Regions from separate parts of the Sus scrofa genome. Here regions 2, 3 and 4 are each linked to region 1. A link is a contact called in public HiChIP or PLAC-seq data. All regions are on one chromosome and are shown on one strand. The core of a region is the stretch at or near the end of the contact, and the rest is flanking DNA. Distances in the headings are between cores, read along the strand shown. Region 1 has its middle 230 kb from the start of MACC1. Region 2 overlaps MACC1 (metastasis-associated in colon cancer protein 1). Region 3 overlaps LOC110255482 (a long non-coding RNA gene). Region 4 overlaps LOC110255482 (a long non-coding RNA gene).

Evidence for each region. HiChIP or PLAC-seq counts read pairs in DNA pulled down with a chosen protein or histone mark.
Region 2: an H3K27ac HiChIP or PLAC-seq map of alveolar macrophages shows a contact between it and region 1. The contact joins two enhancer-like sites. A contact is called at or near these places in 1 of 47 Hi-C or Micro-C datasets (embryonic fibroblasts) and 1 of 2 datasets of contacts at active chromatin or transcription factors (alveolar macrophages).
Region 3: an H3K27ac HiChIP or PLAC-seq map of alveolar macrophages shows a contact between it and region 1. The contact joins two enhancer-like sites. A contact is called at or near these places in 7 of 47 Hi-C or Micro-C datasets (embryonic fibroblasts, fibroblasts, heart right ventricle and 3 more) and 2 of 2 datasets of contacts at active chromatin or transcription factors (alveolar macrophages and skeletal muscle).
Region 4: a contact with region 1 is called in an H3K27ac HiChIP or PLAC-seq map of alveolar macrophages. The contact joins two enhancer-like sites. A contact is called at or near these places in 2 of 47 Hi-C or Micro-C datasets (epiblast stem cells and mesenteric adipose tissue) and 1 of 2 datasets of contacts at active chromatin or transcription factors (alveolar macrophages).

Annotation. Positions count from the first base shown.
Region 1 is chr9:89,107,543-89,111,615 of Sscrofa11.1, forward strand. No RefSeq gene overlaps it. Among named protein-coding and RNA genes, the nearest start is that of MACC1, 230 kb to the right of the region's middle. Within about 2 kb of position 1,524, at least 3 of the 83 cell types and tissues checked have an H3K27ac peak or open chromatin away from gene starts, as enhancers often do. A contact at or near this core is called in alveolar macrophages and retroperitoneal adipose tissue, where this site is marked.
Region 2 is chr9:89,316,399-89,320,082 of Sscrofa11.1, forward strand. All of the region lies in intron 1 of MACC1 (metastasis-associated in colon cancer protein 1), which reads right to left. Among named protein-coding and RNA genes, the nearest start is that of MACC1, 24 kb to the right of the region's middle. Within about 2 kb of position 2,318, at least 1 of the 83 cell types and tissues checked has an H3K27ac peak or open chromatin away from gene starts, as enhancers often do. A contact at or near this core is called in alveolar macrophages, where this site is marked.
Region 3 is chr9:88,973,099-88,977,394 of Sscrofa11.1, forward strand. All of the region lies in intron 2 of LOC110255482 (a long non-coding RNA gene), which reads right to left. Among named protein-coding and RNA genes, the nearest start is that of TMEM196, 120 kb to the left of the region's middle. Within about 2 kb of position 1,908, at least 22 of the 83 cell types and tissues checked have an H3K27ac peak or open chromatin away from gene starts, as enhancers often do. A contact at or near this core is called in alveolar macrophages and retroperitoneal adipose tissue, where this site is marked.
Region 4 is chr9:88,944,564-88,948,463 of Sscrofa11.1, forward strand. The region is part of intron 2 of LOC110255482 (a long non-coding RNA gene); the gene reads right to left. Among named protein-coding and RNA genes, the nearest start is that of TMEM196, 88 kb to the left of the region's middle. Within about 2 kb of position 2,253, at least 9 of the 83 cell types and tissues checked have an H3K27ac peak or open chromatin away from gene starts, as enhancers often do. A contact at or near this core is called in alveolar macrophages, where this site is marked.

The sequences.
Region 1 (4,073 bases), core at 274-2,773:
GCTCTGGCATAGGCCAGCGGCTACGGCTCCGATTCGACCCCTAGCCTGGGAACCTCCATATGCCTCGGGAGTGGCCCAAGAAATGGAAAAAAAAGACAAAAAAAAAAAAAAAAAAGTAAAGGCACCAAGATCCATGAAGTCAGTGTATTACCAAGAGGTCCTGTTCTTCAGGTTCTAAGCTTTTAAGAAATTGGTATTTGTTTGGCCTCATCCCAGGATACTCTGCACTGTGGTTCTCAGGGGGCTATTGATTGACATGTGGCCTGTTTACCAATTTCCAGTAATGCCACAATAAGTAGGAGACCTTCTAAACAATAATTTGCCATAGCTTGCAGAAAATAAATTCATTTATATTCATCATGAGATATAATTAGTCTGTGGTATGCCCTGTGAATTGATACTATTTTCAAAGCTCCCCATATGGTTCTCATATGAAGCCATGGTTGAGAACGACTGCATAAATGAAAAAAGGACCTATATTATTTGATCTTTTACAACTACTGTTTATAGCAGTGTTTTACCAAAGTGAGGTTTGAGAGCTGCATAAATAAAAAAAAACCAAGGTGAGGTATTTAAAATGAAAATCTCTCAGACACATAAATCTGATAGATTCTTGGATAGAAAGCTTAAAATGGACATTTTTACCAAACTATTATGATGACTCTTTTGCATACTGAAATTTTGGAGACCCACAATAAAGTATACAGTTGAATTCCATGTGAGGACAGAGATCAAGAACATAGGAGATACCTTTTAGTTACAAATGAAAATCTCCTACTCTGATTTAAATTTTCCTCAAGGCCAATTGGTCCAGATCACCTTCTAATACTTCACTGACAAGGTACAGAGAAGTGAGGTATTGCCACTAAATTGTTAACCTGGAAGCTCAGTTTAAGGTGAGTGTTTTATTTCTTCAGTACATTTGAAACTGTGGACTCTCTCCCTTGTTCCTCACTCACTAATTTGTATTTTGGGAAGGAAGGGAGAGAATGGAAGACTCAAGGGAAGAGAAGAAAGCAGTGTGCTGCAGAGTGCTTTCAGACCCGGTTTTGCCTGCTGACTGCTCACTCATGCATCAGACAGCATAAGCTACATTACATATACGTAACAGGCTAACCGTAAAATCTCAGGCGCTTCACAAAATCAATTGGCATTTCTGGCACCTAGTATATAGCCAACATGGCTGGGAGGTTGCTTATTCTCTACATACTAATCCGGGATCCAGAAATGACAGAGGCTCCACCATCTTTCCAGATAACCATACCAACATAAGTTTTCAGCATTTGCTAGTGAGGGAAAAATGGTGTGGGCAATTTACATCTGATCTGCCTGCCTCTATCTTGAAGTTATGTTTGTTATTTTCTCTCAAAGTCCACCAAGAGGAAATTAACCACCAATTGTGTGGGAAGTTGGATGTTTTTTTCAATGGATGCAGGAAGAATCGGACATGATGTACTCTAGTAATCTCTCCCACACAAATATGATCACACTATGTGCTAAAAATTAGGTCAGAAAATAGGAACTAGCTGACAGATAAAAGTTATTTTCCTGCTTTCATGAAGCTCATGAGACAATGAGGAAGAAGTATAGATGTTTCACTTACGTAATAACAAAAGCCAGAGCTGTCAGTACGAGTCACATGAAATATAAATTTTACCCAGCCTCAAGCTTTACAAATTACTAGAGAGAAACATCAGCCAAATGTGCTACAGCAATATCTGGCAGACCTAAACCCATCAGATGCAGCCTTGTTTTCTGCACTATGTTTTGGTTCTGGAGTGAAGGGTGTTTATTTCGCATGGCTCTAATTAGCAAAGGGAAGCTTCTTAGTGTTTGTAGTCACAGTTTATACATCTCATCATCTCGAAGTCCACTTCTAGCCATGTGATTAACTTTCATTCATCAGCACAGCTGCAGTTCATAAATCCATAAATTACAGATACATTTACAAGTAGGCAAAAAAGATCAGGTATACTTCGTTAAAAGCATTCCTAAATCAGTAATCAGGGGCTAGTAAATTTCATCAGTTAATACTTTCAAGAAGGCATGCTTGGAGTTAAAAAGAAAAACTATCTCCAGCATTTCCAAAGTAGAAAGGATGTGTTACAAACCCACTGTTAACTTTTCCCTTTCAGCATCTGATCAAACAGCTAATCAAATAAAAGCTACCACAGTGATGAACGCCCCAAGGGAAAGGCATTAAGGCCTAAAGGAGGAAATGATATGACAGGAAAGTCAGAGGTTTATATGAAAAATGGTGTTCGAACTGAGAATTGAAGGGAGAGAGAGGGTTAACTAGGTGACAGAGGGAGAGAGCGGATTCACCAGGCGGAGGTAATAGCATGTGGGTTGGGAAGGAGCAGGCTTGTTTTGAGTAACTGAAAAGAGGTCAGTGAGACTGGACTATTTGGAACAAAAGAGAAAACAGGGGTAAATGATTCCAGAGAGATCTGAAGGGGCCAAATCCTGGGCAGGGCAAAAGAGATAGGGGATCTTTATCTCAAAAACAAAGAGAATCATTGCAGCAGTTTTAATGGGGGTGCACAGAGAATGATGGGAACATTAGAGGAGAGGAGAGGGTGGAAATAAGGGGGTGGGTTAGGTAACTACTGCTGATGTCTAAGCAGAGAGGTGATGGCATAAATTATGATTGGGTCCTGTAAATAAAGCAGTTTGATTCAAGAGATGGTTTGGAGGAAATTAGGAATAACCTGAATTGATGATTGACTGAGTATGGTGATTCATTCAACATTAACTGGAGCAGTAAGATGCACTTGTTTTATCTAATCAGATGGTTCCTTTAATAATCAATCACAGGAGTTCCTCTTGTGGCACAGTGGTTAACGAATCTGACTAGGAAACATGAGGTTGCAGGTTCAATCACTGGCCTTGCTCAGTGGGTTAAGGATCTGGTGTTGCTGTGTGCTGTGGTGTAGGTCGCAGACGTGGCTCGGATCCCCCGTTGCTGTGGCTCTGGCGTAGGCCGGTAGCTACAGCTCTGATTAGACCCCTAGCCTGGGAACCTCCATATGCCGTGGGAACAGCCCTAGAAAAGACAAAAAAAAAAAAAAAAAAAAAAAAAAAAGAAAAAAGAAAATGAAGAATTAAAAAATAATAATAATAATCAATCACAAAGAAAACTAATAGCCAAGGGAATAAGAAAGAGCAGGAAGGTTTTCCCATGCACTAGTCAGAGCTTTGCCATTCTTTAGTTCTAATTTCTTAGCTGCCATCTAACATCTGTGTGATTTGAGGCAAGTTGCTTATTTAATATTCACTTATTAATTCACCTTTAGAATTAATAATAGCTGCCCTGTCCACATTAAATAGTGTATGAGGTATTTTTTAAATTATAAAGCAAGTTTATATTTACATGTATTGAAATTATATCACATATAATTATAATATTATATTATTGCTATTAAATAAACTTATTAAATCTCAGTACGCTAAGCCAAGGCCCTGAAGAAGCTGAGGAAAAGCCTCCAATATAAACACAGAAGGGTAAATTTACAGTGGGAAATCTACATAAGGACAAGTAAGGTGAAGTCAAAACCGACTGTTTATGTTTTGAAAGGTTTTACTGGAAGTGCATGTGCAGAAAAATTTTCAAGCAAATAACAATAATCTTGGAATTGACTTGCCAAGAATAAAATCTTAGTGGAGGGGACTTCCAAGTTTTTGTTTCTCAATTACAGTTTTTCTTTCTTTTTCTTTCTTTTTTTTTTAAGGTGTAAGATCTGGGATAGCATTCAATTTCCTGTAAATTGTGCAGAGCAAGTGTGTGGTGACCTTTTTTCTCCCTCAGATTTTGATCTACTAGATATTCCCAGGGAGTCTGCAGTAATAAAGACATCTACAGCTGACCCTGAGAGCCGAGGAAGACGTTAGAGAAAGAAAGGTGTGTCATGGATACGTGATACAGGTCTTTAAGAAAGGGTTGGGGAAGATAACTTAAGCATTCTCATCCTCTCATTTCTAAGATGCATTATTTTTCAGTTTTTAATAGTTCTGAAATTGGGATGCAGTTTATGACTATTTAGTTCAGTGTTTATTCCACACATACACCCCTG
Region 2 (3,684 bases), core at 1,068-3,567, 210 kb after region 1:
ATCCATATGAAGCGACATATACTTTGAATTTTTTTTAAATATGAGAGTAAGAATGTTCATCTTTCTCTTATAGACTTTCACCTAATTTCCAAAAGTATTCAAAAGAGAATTGCATTCAAAAATAAATGATCATTCAGGTTTAAATGCATTGCTTTGAACTAATGAGATTTATATCCCAATATCTGAATTATTCATGACTATATAAATCATTAGCTATATAAGTTGTATATATATACACACACAGACACACACCCACATATAAATACATTAGCATAATGGCAGATTACTTGAAATTAAATTTTAATATAGATTATATTTATAAGGTACCTAAAAGTCACATTCATCCACTGATAGAATTTTCAGTCTTTTAAATCCATGAGAAAATATTCATTCCCTAGTTTATCTACTGGCTTCGTAACATTCAAACCTTGGACAATCATTTTCATTCATCGTAGTTAAGATGACTACCCTTTCTGTTTTCTTCAGTTTACTGCTTTTACATTTAACAGTTCTAAAAAAGGACCATGATTTAGAAACTAAATCAAATTTATTCTATTTTAAAATTCTATTATAATAAAAATTTTAATACAGAGGAATTTTCTAAATCTTCTTTTCCTTACTATTGATATAATTTTACAGCCAACATATACAGTCATGTAAGCTGAACACTGCACAATTCTAGGGGGTCACTCTTGACCTATGTATGGGGCCCTGTATTCAGTTGGATTCATTTTGTAATTCTCCCTGAAACTATGCCATACACATTTTCTACTTCAATAATGTTGAATAATATTTTGTTTTTATTCTCTAAAAATCCTGAAGTGTAACATTTTAGAGTTAAGAGGAAATTTAGAGATCATCTAGTTCTCTTTCATGTTACACAGAAGGAAGATTCTTCTAGAGAAATGATGTATCCTGACCATGATTTTATCACCATATCCACTATCAGAGTCAGGGTGAGGGCCAACTCTCTGATTCCTAGCTTCAGGAATATCAGTTTGAAGATACTGGTGACAGAGAAAATAATTCTACCACTTAAATCCCATAGGTTCAACTTGGGTTTTCATCATGCATTTACTCCTAGACTAGAAAACTGAAATAATTTCTGGGTAATCTTTTTTTGTGCAGTTTGCCATGTAATCCAGCAACATACTAAATGTTTGAGAAGAGTTGTCACCAGCTTCACTGACTAAACATAGTGAAAAATATTTAGGAAAGAAACTGTTCTGCACTACTGTTAATGGAATATTAACATTAAGCAATTGAAATAGTTTTTTTTTAAATTAAAGCATTTACTTTCCCAACAATATACTGGGGAGCTACCAGTTTACTTTTATTTTCTTTGCAGAGCTTTTCTCAGTTAATATCAACTCACACTTTTCCTTCTCTTCTTATTACTCAAAAATAATGTATTGTTGGAGTTCCTGTTGTGGCTCAGTGGTTAACGAACCCGACTAGTATCCATGAGGATGCAGGTTTGATCCCTGGTCCTGCTCAGTGGGTTGAGGGTCCAGTGTTGTCATGGGCTGTGGTATAGGCCGCAGACACAGCTCAGATGCCGCGTTGGTGTGGGCTGTGGTAGAGGCTGGCAGCTGTAGCTGATTTGACCCCTAGCCTGGGAACCTCCATATGCTGAGGGTGCAGGCCTAAAAAGACAAAAGACAAATAATAATAATAATAATGATAATGATAACGTGTTGTTTTTGCTATAGTATTTTGTTTCTATTCTCTTATTTCATCTAGAAAGCTTGTCAACTCCATATGTACTGAGTTTGTCTTTTATTTGTTTTCTCTCCTCCATGGTCCTGGGTGTGCACACAATTGACGCTAAATGTGTGTTACTAAAGTGGACAAGAATTGAACTAGAGATATTTCATCACTGAAGTCCGGATTAAATGGAAGCACATATCTATATTTAGTCTACTTGCCAAAACATTGTCAAAAGTGTAATGAATCTAAATGCTAACAGAACTAACCATTAATGGAAAAACTTTTAAATGAAAATTACTGTAAAGCAGTATGCAATAGTGATGCTTAAAACAATTTTTCCTTCAAGTAGACTAATGATGAAAACAAAAAGCAGAGAGGAAAAACTACTGCATATCATCACAAAATCATAATGCTTTATTTAAAAGTATTTCATCTTTCCCCCTTTTTTCTAGGACTGAAAGAGATATATGATGAATTCTGTCGGCTCTTCATTTGAGAGAGCAACAAAAAAAGAGAGAAAACATATTAGTGTTTCAAGAAGCCATAGCTTCTGGCAGATGTTGCAAGAATGAATGAGCTCATTGACCTTTTTCCTTTTTTTTTGGAGACCTGTGTCAACTTTGAGTGGAGTTTCCAATTGCACAATGAGCATCTGGACAGTTTGACATCTTTATTACATTCTCTGATTTCTTAAAACGCTACCATTTTGCTTGAAGATGATTTCTTTCAAGATTAAAACAATTATTTAACTGTCAAGACTAATTAATTTCATGACTCAATACCAATATGATTATCTTCCCAGATCTGGTTTCTTAAAAAATATTCATAATCAAAATACCCATATTTAATCAAAATTAAGATTTGATTGATTGTTCGATGATATACTCATTCAAATCCATTTCTTTCCAGGCCTAATTTTTTTTCTTGAATTTGCTTTGTACTGAATTTTTGTGGTTTAATAACCCGCTTAACATGACCACTTTCAAACAAGATTATAAATTCTCATAAAAGAATTCATAATCATAGCTCTTGGCCGCCACCTAAAGGTTTCTTTCTTGTTTTATTTTTCATACGACCTACTGTGCATTCCTTTTATAATAAAACTGTTGCCTGCATCATCAAATGTTTTCACCCTAAGTGTAGGGTAAAGAGACTTATTTCACAACATTTTTTTTCATTTTCATATACTTCAATCAGCAGCGTATATAATTATATTCACTTCTCAGTTTATTTGGTGGTCAAAAGCAATTTAAACTAGGTTCTCTGAGTGGTTTGAAATTTTCCATTCATTCGAGAAATAGTGTGTCCTTGTTATGTGTCGCCCTCACTTTTAGGCCCATCTTAGAAATAAGAAAAAAATGATGGCATTCCTGTTGTGGCTTAATGGGTTAAGAACAAAACATAGTATCTGTGAGATGTGGGTTTGATCCCTGGCCTCACTCAGTGGGTTAAGGATCCAGCATTGACAAAAGCTGAGGCTAGGGTCGCAGATGCAGCTCGGATCCAGCATTCTCACGGCTGTGGCATAGGCTGGCAGCTGGAGCTCCGATTCACTCCCTAGCCTGGAACTTCCATATACCACAAGTGAGGTCCTAAAAGGGGAAGAAAAAAAAAAAAAAAAAAAAAAAAAGCTTAAGTCATGGTTTCTGGCATCAAGAAAAATGTACCAGTTACTGATGTTGTAAGAAACTGGTTTATCTTTTGTCGTAAACTGTATTAGAATTATCATTAATTGGATGCCACAGTAAAAGAGATACGATTCTCATTTCCAACTTTCTAAGGTAAATGTAATTATTCTCTTGCTTATTGACCCACCGCTGAATGTAACAAATATGCTAAACTCTCTGAATTCCAAAGAAAACATAAATAACAGGTATAATCTTCTGATTATGTTTGAGGATAAATAAGCTATCAGAATTAATAATTCCCTATTCCACATCCTATTCTCACTCCCTCTATTCTCTTCCTAAGAAA
Region 3 (4,296 bases), core at 658-3,157, 130 kb before region 1:
CAATTTAGCTCATTTATGGGTAAAATTTGGATACTAAAAGGTCTTAATTCATACAAAGTATTATGAGAATTAAATAACTTAGCATAGTGGCCTAGCACAAAGCAGTTAGTACTATTAACTATTACCGTAATTATTGATGTCAGTACTATTATTCTTAGTTGCTTATTTGTTTCTAAACCATACTTCATCTCTCAAATATCTCATTTTTCTCATATAGTTCAGTTCAGTCTCCTCACTCTCAATCCTTCAGACTAAGCAGTGTTCAACCAAGTCAAATCCTTAGCCTTATTAGTTATATATTCTAAGCCAATATGATACAGTCAATCTTAAAACAGCATCCCTGATGAAGCATTCCCTCCCAAGACACTAATAGCTGGTGGATTATCCTAAGAAGAGTGCTTTCATACAATTAGTTTATGACTTCAAATTCATAAAAAGATGCAAAATCTATGAAAAATTTGCAATCTCTTTGAAAAATTAGGCTCATCACATTCTATTTGAAAGTTCATCATTTTTTTTTAACTCTCTGGGTCGCCTTATGATTTCCTTAACGTCTTCTTACTTATTTCATTTTTTTCTTACTGTATAAATAAAATGTAATTTTATTAAATCCTGGAAAAATAGGTCACTATGATGGAAAATAGGTTAAAATTGTTTTTAGGGTACTCACAAATAAGCAGGTAAATTTAAGCAGATATTACCAGCAAATGTGCAAAATGACTAAGAAAGAGGACATAACAAGGAAAGTCAACACTTTCTAGGATCCCTAGTGGTGTACTCATCCTGAAATGCCTTGTAAACAAGGTATCTGTTTTGACCATGAGGAATAGAGTATTATTTATATTTATACACTGTTTTCATCCCTTAAAAATATAAGTTCTAATTTTAATGAAACCCTCAAGGTATTCCCTTTTCCAAACAAGAAAATTAACAGTCCAGCATATGGCTTCTTTCTTGTATTGTGCTATTCCATTATCAGTTTTACAAGAGTTCTCCTCAGATAATCCTCAAATCTCCATCATTTGGAGTTGTTGCTTTAAGATATTTAAGTAATTGCTTATGACTGGGTAACACTGTCTAATTCCATGGGATTCACTAGTACTCAGGTAACCATGCAGGGGTCTAAAGCAACCCAGGAACAGAGATACTATGAAATGTGTTTTCAAAGATCGGAGGCCATAGCCTAATGTTATCTCCAGAGAAGGGGTCCAGAGGGAGAGCTTAGTAATTTAAAACAACTGACACCCCATAGTTATCCTTAGAACAGTATATCCTTTTGGACAAATGCCAGAATGTTCTCTGACATGCTTTATATAAAGCCCCCAAACTCCTAGTTCCTAATAAGGTCTGTTCACTAGTTATCATAGATAGATCATTTTCCCCAAACAGTGCTGTTTCCTGCAGATTACTTAAGCATATGCTGATTTATGGCTCTGCTACAAGCAAAATAAAATTCCTTATTTCTTGAATTCAAAACTCCAAAAAGATTATTTTTAAAAAAACAGTATGTTCACATTATGCACTTGTCTAGTCATAAATACATAGTTACACAGTTTCCTAAGCCATTGGCAAAGTTTGTGGCTCTGTACTTACAATAAATTGTGGAATATGCAAATGGACAAAAAGATATATGGGAACGTTCTTCAGGAGAAAAAAAAAAGAGTTGAATGTGATGGTTTGTACATTCTCTTAGGTAAATCATTGAGACTGGTTAATTGTCTTTCTTTTTAAAATCTCCCAAGCATGAAGATAATTTTGAAATTCTGGCCAAATCAGCTATTGCTGGAATTCATAGAACAGATTTGGAGTTACCAATTTAAACTTCATAGTTGACTGAGAATCCAGCTGTGTTGGCTCAGCCAGAGAGTGTAATGGAAGGTTAGACATGTGACATAATCTGACACCACGCAAGAAGGAGTGGAGGGAGGAGAGCCTTCAACAGAGAATAGCTCTTCCACAGACACTGATCAGCAGAGAGGGGGTGATTTTTTTCTCATTGGAAACAGGCTATTGACATGAAAGAAAAAAATTTTGTGTCAATTGTAGAAATAATTGCCTTGCTCTTCAGTTCGCATGGTTTGGGGCAGCCAGCAGCGGACCATAAACCCCATGTCCCAGAGGTGTGAAAAGCTCTCTGCTTTGCACAATGAGCCAAATGGTCAATTAAAGTGAATGTGAGAAGGAGTGATGCCAAATACAAAGGCATTTTCTGTGGTGGCTATTTTTAACTATGTGCAATATCTTTTGACCTATTTCCCCTTGCTTGGCTATCTTCAATGTTCACATTCCTAAGGATGACTCGTCTGAGTACTATGCAGATAGTTTCTTCATTACCAAGTTGGGTAAAAGAAGGTGGGGTAACAACCCTGAAATAAAGGCTTAGCCTTTTGGCAAGCTCACATAGGGCTTGAGGAGTTTACTTGTCTTGCTTTGCTAGTCATGTCTCTTCAGTTTCTTGCCTGGAGATGTCTAGTTCTACTTCTGATGTGCAGTGGTTCTAGGAAGCACTTCTCAACATCATTCATGGGGAAAGAGACCTTTAAATAGAAGTCACCTTCTCCTCTTCCATTTTTTTAAAAATAAAATCACAAATATATTCTAGGAATACTTGATATTCTGGATTCTGCATTCCCCAAATGCCGAAAGGAATCCTGATTCTGAGTGGGCACATATATAAATACACACATCGCCAAACACACATTGTGTACAAGGGTCTAGTGGAGCTGCTTTAAAGGTGAGGATGTAGAATTCCCTCAAGAGGCAAATCTATTATGTCTGTTTAGGTAGTTACCTTGGAACCACATCTTGGAATATGCCCGATGATGTCTCTACTACATCCCCCACTTTATACCCCATGACCAGGAGGGGAAATAGGAGTGTTCCTCCTTGTTTAGGGGCTGAAGGAATGGAGAAGTCAGGAGAGAGGGTTTGCAGTCATGTAAAATCCATCACCATGTATGGAGCTCATACTTCTTTGCGAGAGCTATGTTGACAACCAAAATATTTTTTCCCTGAGGTATCCCACTAACCCCATTTCACCTTGGTACTTGGGTTGATAAGTTAAATGTTGCCAGATTAGTTTGGTGCTGCCAAGGCAATAAAAGAAAGCATCACAATTCCCATTCTATAAAATTCTGGCACATTGTCACATTGTGAGAAAAGATGGGAGCAAGCTCAGGTTCACTTTACCTGATAGAGAATATGTTTGAGAGCTACCAGCCTTCATCTATCTTTGACTTGCTATAAGCCTCATGGAATAAGGAACATTGCTACCATTGCACTCAGTTATATTTGCAGAAAAATGTTTTCTATCTTTCCAAAGCACTTTAATATTTGTTATCTTATTTAGACTCAGCAGACTTTGGAGGTAGTTAGACTAGAAATCAATACTTCATTTTGAAGATAAGTAAACTGAGTCCTTAGAATTTATTTAACTAATATAAAGTGATTTAAGAAGCTGAAACTACGGAGTTCCCGTCGTGGCGCAGTGGTTAACGAATCCGACTAGGAACCATGAGGTTGTGGGTTCGGTCCCTGCCCTTGCTCAGTGGTTAACGATCCGGCGTTGCCGCGACCTGTGGTGTAGGTTGCAGACGCGGCTCGGATCACGTGTTGCTGTGGCTCTGGCGTAGGCCGGTGGCTACAGCTCCGATTCAACCCCTAGCCTGGGAACCTCCATATGCCGCGGGAGCGGCCCAAGAAATAGCAACAACAACAACAACAAAAAAGACAAAAAAAAAAAAAAAAAAAAAAAAAAAGAAGCTGAAACTAGAACTGAGGTCAACAGAAATTGGATCGTTTTCCTCCCAGAGGCTTGTGCAATCCGTATTTCCTATCTCAGGCAAATCTGTCAGAGGCACAAATCAGGAAAGCCTATCCTAAGGATAGGTCCTGCAGTATAAGGACTGGTTAGATACTGAGGCAAAGGTGTTCAATGTGGCACAGGGACATCAGTAGGCAAGTTCAGAATTGAGTCTAAGAGAATGCCAAGGTCAAACGGTTAAAGGAAAAGATGATATCAGATGCAAGAGAATAACATGGGGTTGAGAACAGATGAGCTTAAAAGGTCAAGATCCAGATAAACATAGGAAAAGAATAGGTTGTAACGTCCTCCTCTTAACCTGGGGTGATTTTGATCCCTAGGAGGATGTTTGGCAATACCTGGAGACATTTTTGGTAATCACACTGTGAGAGAGTGGCTGCTATTGGCGTCTGTTAGATGGAGGCTAGTAGCTGCTACATATCCTGCCATGCACAGCACAGACTCCCACAACAAAAAATTACTCAGCCCAAATT
Region 4 (3,900 bases), core at 1,003-3,502, 160 kb before region 1:
GATGCCCTGCCTTCTGGTCTTAGTGTTGCTATGATTTTGGAAAAGTCCCTGAATTTCTTTGAGTGATATTTTTCTCATTAGTAAAATCATATAGCTGGGTCAGCTAATCTTTCAGAACCCACTGCTATCAAAAATTCTCTAACTTCTTTTATCATTACACTTAAATTGTTTTCATTACTATCTTTGGGAGATCGTGTCTTTAACAAACAGAAAGATTCACAAAGAATCCCTTCATAATCAAATACAACACAGCAGTATGTTCCTACTCCCAAATTCTTTGAGTGATGGGGAGGCTCCATGTTTATAAGGGAGATTGTACTGCTCAAGGTGGGTCATTCATGTACATAGGGCCAAATAGCCAATTCTTTCTCTCTTCTTTTCTTTCTTTTTTTTCTCCTTTCTTTTCTCCTTCCTTCCTTCCTTCTTTCTTTCTTTCTTTCTTGGTTCAGGGTAGGGGTTTCATCCGAGCTGGCCTACACCACAGCCACAGCAGCACAGGATCCAAGCCGCGTCTGAGACCCACACCACAGTTCACGGCAACGCTGGATCCTTAACCCAGTGAGCAAGGCTAGGGATCAAACCTGCATTCTCATGAATAGTAGCTGGGTTCTTAACCGGGTGAGCCACAATGGGAACTCTCCAATAGCCAGTGTTTTTTTAAAAAAAAGATTTCCTATTTTCTTTTTTAAAAAATGTTATTGAAACATAGTTGATTGATGTTGCATTAATTTCAGGTGTACAGAAAAGTGATTCGGTTATACATACATACATATATATATATTTTTTTACATTCTTTTCTATTTAGGTTATTACAAGATACTGAGTATAGTTTCCTGTGCTAAAGCTGCCAGAAAAATAATTAGTGGGCATAAGCAAAAAAGAAGAATCCAGGTATGAAACATATATTAAACTATCTTTCCAGTTTCTTTATGTTTTTTTGAGAGCATCAGCTTTCTTCCCAGTAGCTAAACCCCATTTCATTGAGTAATTCCTCTGACTACTATGATCACTTTTATTGAACTCATAAAGTACCTGTATACACACTGAATGAACTGGGAGATACAGGTGGGGCTGGCTAAAGGTCTCATTAAGCTATACATTATGAATGTGCTCCTAGAGAGATATCAGTTTATATTCACTGATAGTCTGTTACATTAGTAGAATCTAGGATTGGGAGATTTAGTTAATAAAAATTCAGGATATTCAGTTATACCTGAATTTAGATTAATAGGAATAATGTTTCAGAATAGGTGTGTTCTACATACTGCATGGAACATATTTATACCAAAACAATTCCTGTTATTTGTCTGAAATTCAAAGTTAACTAAATTATATTTATATTTTATCTGGCAACACTAGCAGTGGCCCCTAATGAAACACATCTTAAATCCATGCACTTGTATAGCCTCCGTCCCTTGCATTTGGTTTGGGGCTGTGGCTTGCTAAAACTAGAAGACTATGGTAGAAGTGATTATTGCCAGTTTCTGGCTTAAGCCTTGAAGAGACCCGGTAGCTTCTGCTTTTGTGGTTTGTGGCTGCTGAGCCATCATGTAAGAATTCTACCTACTGTGACAAGATTACATGGAAGTTGGCTCAGCTGACATCGAGAACTGAGGCCCTAGACATAATACTCCAGTTGAAATGTCCCAGTCAGCCCTAAAGTATTTGAACCATCCTAGGGAGACACCAGATATACGAGCTAAGAAGCCATTTGGGGTGTTAGTGCCTCAGCAGACATTGTGTGGAGCAAAGACTTACCATGCCTGCAGTGTCCTGTCTGATTCCTGACCCATAGTCATGAGAAACAATAAAAATATTGCTGTTTTAAGTTCTAAGCTTTGGATTAGTAGTTACATAATAATAGATGACCAACACAAGCCAGCCACAGCCCTGACCCTACTAGCAGCCACTCCAGTTCCACTAAGGAAGGTGTCTGACTTCTCCAGGCTTTTTGAAATAGGAGAATATTTGCCTACTTCATAGGCAAATCAAGAGAGTTAATAATTCCCTACACAAGCATAGCAAGAGTGTTAATAAATTCCCTTGTCTAATGTGTTTGAGAATATAGAAAGCTATGCTAATGGTAAATAAGTATATAAGGTTTTGTAAATCCAAGGTAAATTTTTTTTTCTTTTTATCATTGTAGCCATGGCATACTGAAATTCCCAGGTCAGTGATTAAATCCCAGCCACAGCTGTGACCTGAGCCACAGCTGCAGCAATGCTGGATGCTTTAACACACTGCACTGGAGTGGGATTGAACTTGCACCTCCTCAGTGACTAGAGCGGCTGCAGTCAGATTCTTAACCTACTGCACTATGGTTGGAACTTCAAACGTAAATACTTAAAAGGAAAAAACTCAGTGTTAAAGGAGTAAGTTTGATCATCCTGGGGGCGGGGGAATACTCAAGGATTTTCTTTTCTTTCTTTTTTGTTTTAAGCTTATTCCTATTGCTTTCTTATTTTTGATTAGCTTCCCAGAGCTTAAATTTGAATGGGACTCCACAGTTGATTTTATAATTTCAATTTTGCTGCAAATAATTTGTAAGAGAAGAGTTTTTGTCCCAAACACAAGAGTGAAAACTACTGAAGCAACAAGTCACAGGGCACTTTTTCACATCAGGAAGAGAGAAATAATTCGCCATAGATGTTACTTCTATAACAAAGCTGTATACTGAAATCTTGATGAAAAGCTGTACAGATTAGCCTGAAAATTGATTTTTTAAAATTAAAACTACACTTAAGCTAGATAAACACAAAGTTATCCATGATAAGGGTGGTATTTAGCTGCAACTACTGTAAGAAAATTCCTGAAATGCACACAGGGAGTAGTATGGCAGTTCTGCAAATGGTTACTCCTTCTACCTGGCTTCTCACACAGTTCACATGTGTTACTCTATGACTGATAAAACCTGTTTGAGCTCAAGTCATCACATCCACATTTGAGCCAGGAGGAAAAAGAAGAAACAGAGAAGGGTAAGCCCTCTCCTTTTAAGGAAACTTCCTAGAATTTTCATGAGAAATTTTTGCTTGATTTCTTTTGGCCAGAACATAGGGGGTGTGTGTGTGTGTGTGTGTGTGTGTGCACGCGCGCATGTCTATGTATGTCTGTGTGTGTGTGTGTGTGTGTGTGTGTGTGTGCACGTGCGCTTGTTTTTAGGGCCACAGTTGCAGCATATGGAGGTTCCTAGGCTAGGGGTCTAATCAGAGCTATGGCAGCCGGCCTACGCCATAGCCACAGTAACGCCAGATCCAAGCCACATCTGCAAACTACACCACAGTTCACAGCAACGCTGGATCTGTAATTCACTTAAGGAGGCCAGGGATTGAACCCGCAACCTTATGGTTCCTAGTTGGATTAGTTTCTGCTGCGCCATGACGGGGAACTCCTCTTTTGGCCAGAACTTAATTACATGGTCATATGGTTGAGAAAAATAGTCTCTGTTCTGAATGGCCAGATTCCTCTTTTAAATGGAGGTGCCTATTTCTAAGGAAGACTAAGGATGACTACTTCTATTCTTTATTTTTTTTAATGTTCTTTTTTTTAAAATTGATGTATAGTTGATGTACAAATAGTGATTTGCAATTTTACAAGGTTACTCTCATTTATAGTTATGAAATATTGGCTATACTCCCTGTGTTGTACAATATATCTTTGTAGCTTATTTTATACAGTATAGTTTTTAACTCTTAATCCCCCAGCCCTACAATGCTGTTCTCCTCCTCTCTCCCCACTGGTAACCACTAGTTTGTTCTTTCTTCTTTGCTATATTCCCTAATTTGTTTTACTTTTCAGATTCCACATATAAATGGTATCACTCACCATTTGTCTTTTTCTGTATGACTGATTTCACTTAGCATAATACCTTCCAAGTCCATCCATATTGCTGCAAATGGAAAA